Linked DNA regions of Danio rerio: region 2 is linked to region 1. A link is a contact called in public Hi-C data. All regions are on one chromosome and are shown on one strand. Each heading gives the region's core, a stretch centred on a gene start, on an enhancer-like site or on the middle of the called end of the contact. The rest is flanking DNA. Distances are from core to core; before and after follow the strand shown. Region 1 overlaps notch3 (notch receptor 3). Region 2 has its middle 34 kb from the start of notch3.

Region 1 (2,849 bases), core at 255-2,754:
GAACATCCTTACCTGACCCCTTCTCCAGAGTCTCCAGAGCCCTGGTCCAGCCCTTCCCCTCACTGTGTGTCTGATTGGTCTGACTCCACACCCAGCCCAGCTGTCACAGCTCCTTCTCAAACCCAGATTTCACAAGTCCAGGAGTCTAACGGGAAGATGCAGGTGTTTGCTTGAGCGGCCCAACCTACCTTAAATGCTTGTGACTTTGAAAGTTTAGAGCTGACAATCGTCACTCTAGGGCTTGTGTTTTTAACTTGCCTGTCAGCCCATTTCCAAGATTTTGATTGGATTAGGATTGACTGTTTTGCGTCAAGAAGACCATCTGCCGGTATCCGCAGAAAGAAAGTTAAAGGGAAATTTGTGTTGTCTTAAAAAGAAAAGACAATTTAATGAAGTAAGACATTCTGTCACAGATGGACTTGTTTTTTAATTATTAAAAAAAAAAATATATGAAGAATGCCACGTCTTTCATTTCAAAGACTTGGGGACACTCCTGAAACTAACAAACTTTAAAAAAAAAATAGATTGAGTGAAAAGTGAAATGTTGAAGGAAATTCCTTTCGTTTTATTTATTGTCTTATGTTTTTCCAAACTGCCTTGTGGGTGTTTTCACCCTCTGTCTGTTTCTGTTGTTTTTAGTGGCCCCTATAACAAATGCCTTACTTCTCCCCAATATTTTACATGGGACTCGTGAGGTCTCCTCAGGTTCCATGTTACTACTGTTACAAGAGAAGCAGCTCATGTTCCGCCCCTGGTTTCATCAGCAGCAACCGATACAGTCGGAATGTGTACACCGGCCTTTTGAGTGACACACACACACCATGAGATTAGACGTTTTACAAATTTTAGTGATATTTATTTAGTCTAGCAGAAACACTTCATTGGCACATAAAATCAGAGCTATATAGAGACCAACACAAGTGAAATATTCTGATTTAAAATTATTTTATACGTTTTATAAAAGTATTTGTATGAATGTAGAGGGGCATCTGTGAAGCACTTCAAGGGAAAACAAGCTTGAGAGAGATGGTAAGAAAAAATCCTGAAATCCAAGTTCAGCATTTACAACAGCCATGCATAAGCGCCTCTCGAAAACAGGCCAGTGTTTAGAATGTTCTTCAGTGTTGCGTTGTATCAGTGGACATGATTTTACTGAACATAGTTTCTTCAGTGACCTCACCGACTTACAAAGGCCAGAGCTGGCCCACGCTCCTACCAGTTCGCTCTCAAAATCCCTGCCAGTCACTGCCTTATAGTCTTGCCTTTTGTAAATTTTAATTTTCTTTTATTCTTTTTTTATAAACACATTTTTGGAACCACAGCTACCTGTGGAACATTGATGTATTAAGCTGTGTTATTAGGCTGCTGCTCTGCGTCACTTCTTCAGTGACATTCAACTTCCTTTCCGCTAACATTCCTGATCGCAACCCATCCACCGGCCTCGTGGAGCTGCTGTGGAACAGATCCCATTGTGTTCCCGATCCCTCACAAGCACTTCATTTCAGTACTGAACAGCTGCAGTGGTTACTTGACCACTAGAAGTCTTCCTCTGGGGCTTTTACGAAGCCAAGGCATTGTGGGTGATTTATTTGAATGAAACTTGATCCCTCAGGTCCAGCATTTTCATGTGGTCTAATCATATTCTGGCTCCTTTTGGTTTGGATAGCGAGCATATGTGTTGTGTGTTGGGTACGTGGCTAACGGGGTTGCTAATGGTCTGCTAGTGCTCTGTCACTCCTCAGGGAGGTGTTATATAGCATGCAGTTTTGTCTGCATCTTTAGCAGTTCCCACCCCACCAGCCAAGACGATGACATCTGTCGTGTCTGATCAGAAGGCGTGAGATGGGAAACGCTACTATGTAGTGATGCCCTGGGCTTTCTGCAACATGTCCAAATGTTCATCCCCATGAACTTTCCCAACTGTAAAACCTGCATTTGATTGCACTGACAAATGTTTTTCAAATTTGTATCGCTATCGCCAAGAGGAACATGCCCATTTCACTTAACCATGATACACTAACATTGATTTCTGCCATACAATATTTTTCTAAAGAGAAAAAAAAAATAGTATTTGTGCCTGATATTTTTCAGACCTATGTGTTGAGTGTACAGTGCATGATTTTTTCAAACCCATGTGATGAGTGTACAGCAATGTTAAATCTTCATGTACGATATATCAATGCTTGTGGTTGTTTCGGAGCACATTCTGGACCTCTTTGTTATCCTTCAAGTACTACTAAGCTTAGCTAACCCAGCATAAGTCTTTCTGTCGTTCATAACCTTTCACCACTCATGGTACAGTTCTTAAGATATTTTTGAAATTCCAGTTCCTTTCTGTAAATACGTTTCACCTGGTTTAGGTCTACTTGTTTATGAGAAGTCTTATGTTTCTAAAATGATTATGTACTAAAAAGAGCAAAAAGTAAATAAATGTACTTTTTATTAGCGTTATTAAGGTGAGGATGTGACCGCGTGTCGGTCTTTCATAACTAGAACAGCCATAGATATTTTCTATCGTCATTATTAATTTCCTGTACTTGTTTAAAAGTAGTTTAAATCATTGTATATAAACAGCTTTTCACAGTTTCTTTCTACAGACAAAGTTGTAAAATATGTTACTTCTAATAAAGCAGTAGAAACTACATTTCACTGATGTCTTATTATTGGTCTTACCTGTTGTTTTTAGATTACAAAAAAGTTGAACATGGAGATGGATGTACAACAACTTCAATATTTGTATTTGATACTACTATAGATAGAAAAGGAACTAAAAGCTGCAGTGGTACTTTCAAAAGTTTACCCAGGTTATCATGACCCAGGGTTCACATTTCTGTATTTTATTTGACATT
Region 2 (2,865 bases), core at 129-2,628, 68 kb before region 1:
TACCTTCAAGCTTTGCGTGTGCCGGTGAAACAGCCCATGAGCGCCAGCGCACACACATTTCATGTACATCCCGACATGCGAAAGTGTTTATATGTTTTCATTGGAGTTGTTCACAATACTGATCCAACCACAGAGTTTGTAATGTAGTCAAATGTTTACAAATACAAGCCCAGCCGTTTAGAGGTCATTTCTGGTTAATGGTGTTAGAATTTACCGGTATTTTTGGAATGGATGTGTAAATGCTCTTTTCTGGAAAAAATTTCGTAACGTCCTCGCCTGTTCGAACAGTGCTTTTTTTAAAATTTACCAGTAAAGTCATTCTGGTAATTTTTCAGATATTTACTGGTATCAGTGTGTGAAAGGGGCTATTGAGAATAATGTACTCCAACCATGAGTCCCCTCAACATCCCCTACCACAATAAGTTTTTTTTTTTTTATTTGCTTTATTTAATTAAATTCTTTATTTATTTTTTTTATTTTATTTATTAATATATTTATTTATTTATTGCTCATTTGTTTCTGTCTTAAGTTAGTTTATAGTTCAAAACTAAACAAAAATAGCTTTGCTACTGAATACCTTGATCACGCTTTATTCCGATAGTCCGTTTGTTGAATTTAAGTTATATTGCATCTAAATGCCAACTAATTCTCATTAGAATATAAGTAGACTGTTGGGGCTAAGGTTGGAGTTAGGGATAGTGTAAGTTGACATGTAATTGTAAAGTTTCGTATTTGTCTGTTAAAGAAGCAGTATCAATAGATATTAAGCAGACAGTCTACTAAAACTTAAATGAACCATCAAAATAAAGTGTTACCATACCTTTAATGTAATAAACCTGGTTTTAAAAGCACAATAAAAATTGAGGAATTTACAACAAACATGCCAGATTAACACCAATAACTTAGAATAATACATCAATAATAAGAAAGTTGGAAACTTGTAACCGTTGATTTCCATAATACAGGTTTTCAGATTTCTCCAATACATTTTCTTAAGTGTTCAACAAAAGAAAGAAACTCATGAAGGTTTATAAAAACTTGAGAGTGAGTAAATAGTGAGTAAATTGTAATTTTTGGGTGATCTAGAAGTGCGTTAAATGCTTAAAACGGCAATTTTTGTCTGGTTCCCTTAAATAAAACAGTACAAAAAAATGTACATTTTGATCTCCACTGTATATGAATGCTGTATATGAGACATTTTGTAATTCTCAGGCCTCCTATATGTCTTGTGTACATCAGTTACAAAGGAAACTCTCCCACATCCCACATCTCAACTCTGCTCGCAATTCCCACGCTAAACTCACAGACCTGATGGGAACATTTAGATCAGGTCCCTGTAAAGTTCCCAACGGCTTGCGGTGTAGTGTGTACAGAAAGAGCACCCCGGGCACATGGGGAGAGGAAAAAAACAGAGCTCTCGTACTAGTGACCTTGCTGAGACTCATGTTATGTTGAAATTACAACATGGGAGGAAGTTCTCACACCAAAACAGTTTTCAACCATGCTTAACCAAGGCCACGTCGTGAGCTTATCTCTCCCACATTGATCCCAACCGTGGAGAGGAGCTTTCCCACACTAACACCCCCTCCAGAAAGGCAAATAAACACAGACCCTGACATCTGCTCCATGCGCTGCTTCTTTTTCAACCTCAGCCTGCTACTAATTTTCAGAGACCATGGCACAGTGGCAAAACTGCATCCCAACAAAATCTGAATGACAGAAAAAAAAAACTTTTGGAAGTCAAACACAGAAATCTGGTACATGGCGGTTTGGTCTTGACAACACAACGAGGAGGATTATCTCAGTTTGGGATTTTGAGTCATGGAAGAGTAGTCGCATTGTTGCAGCATGTTGTAGGTGCCAGGCGGTTGCTTAAATCTCGAAACTTGTACATGTCCACACAACCCATGTGTTTGTGTCATCAGATGTGTAAAGAAGCCCTTGACATAAGTGCTGCGCCTCTTGGAAAAGCTGTTAGCACTGTAAACAAGCCAGTGTATGAATAGGATAACTCAGCAGAGATGGAAGCTGAGGAGTCTCAGGTTAGAAGATAGTAGATAAGCTAAAACCAAGAGAACAATGTGAAGTTATGACTACTTTGAGCATCATTTAAAAGGAGTGTTTAATAGAGTGTCGAGTTTATACTGTAAATATTGCAAACACGAATGACCACTCTCACAAATTGACTTACTATGAGCACTTGTGGTGGAAAGAGTACTGAAAAATCATACTCAAGTAAAAGTACCACTACTTGCCCAAATGCAAGTACCAAAAAGTACCCAAGAGTAGAGAGCAGTGAATGTTTAATGTGAAAATTAGGTAACACTTTACATTACATAAATAATGGGAGAGGCGCTACTGCACATTTACTGATGTGTATGCAGGTTCAAGTTTTGCTCCTTAATTAATCAATAATAAATAATGAAAATTTTTTAGATTATTCTTATAACGTTTGACCTCAACTTATTTGAAAGCCTATATTGATAAAAATGCATGCTATTGTTTTCAATAATTTTGACTTGAAATGTGTGTGCCAGCAACTCATACCTATAAACCCACCCATTTTTGCAGTATTAATACCATATTTTACCATTCTATGTGCTCATCCATGTATAAATATTTGCCCTATTTCTACCACATTTGTAATCTTTCTATAAACAGTGAAAGTAGTGACTAGGTGGCGATAATTAATAATTAATGATATGGCTTAAAATCATTAGAAGCTTATTAAAAGTATTAGTGATATTAGTGTTGGAAAAGATATTAGTGTTGGGTTAGTGTTATCCAATTTGTCATAGCAGTTTTCATTTTAAGGCATTGCTTGTTCTTATATTTTCCACACCATGTCTCTTCATTCTCTCCATT

Evidence for each region. A called contact is a pair of places that touch in the nucleus more often than the background predicts.
Region 2: a contact with region 1 is called in a Hi-C map of embryo, with 2.0 times the contacts expected there. The contact joins two enhancer-like sites. A contact is called at or near these places in 2 of 18 Hi-C or Micro-C datasets (caudal fin and embryo) and 1 of 4 datasets of contacts at active chromatin or transcription factors (caudal fin).

The regions. Positions count from the first base shown.
Region 1 is chr3:56,052,721-56,055,569 of GRCz12tu, reverse strand. notch3 (notch receptor 3) reads left to right here. Exons shown (of 33, transcript NM_131549.2): 33 at 1-449. The coding sequence ends at 174. Among named protein-coding and RNA genes, the nearest start is that of zmp:0000001048, 19 kb to the right of the region's middle. Within about 2 kb of position 1,504, at least 4 of the 62 cell types and tissues checked have an H3K27ac peak or open chromatin away from gene starts, as enhancers often do.
Region 2 is chr3:56,120,749-56,123,613 of GRCz12tu, reverse strand. No RefSeq gene overlaps it. Among named protein-coding and RNA genes, the nearest start is that of notch3, 34 kb to the right of the region's middle. Within about 2 kb of position 1,378, at least 5 of the 62 cell types and tissues checked have an H3K27ac peak or open chromatin away from gene starts, as enhancers often do.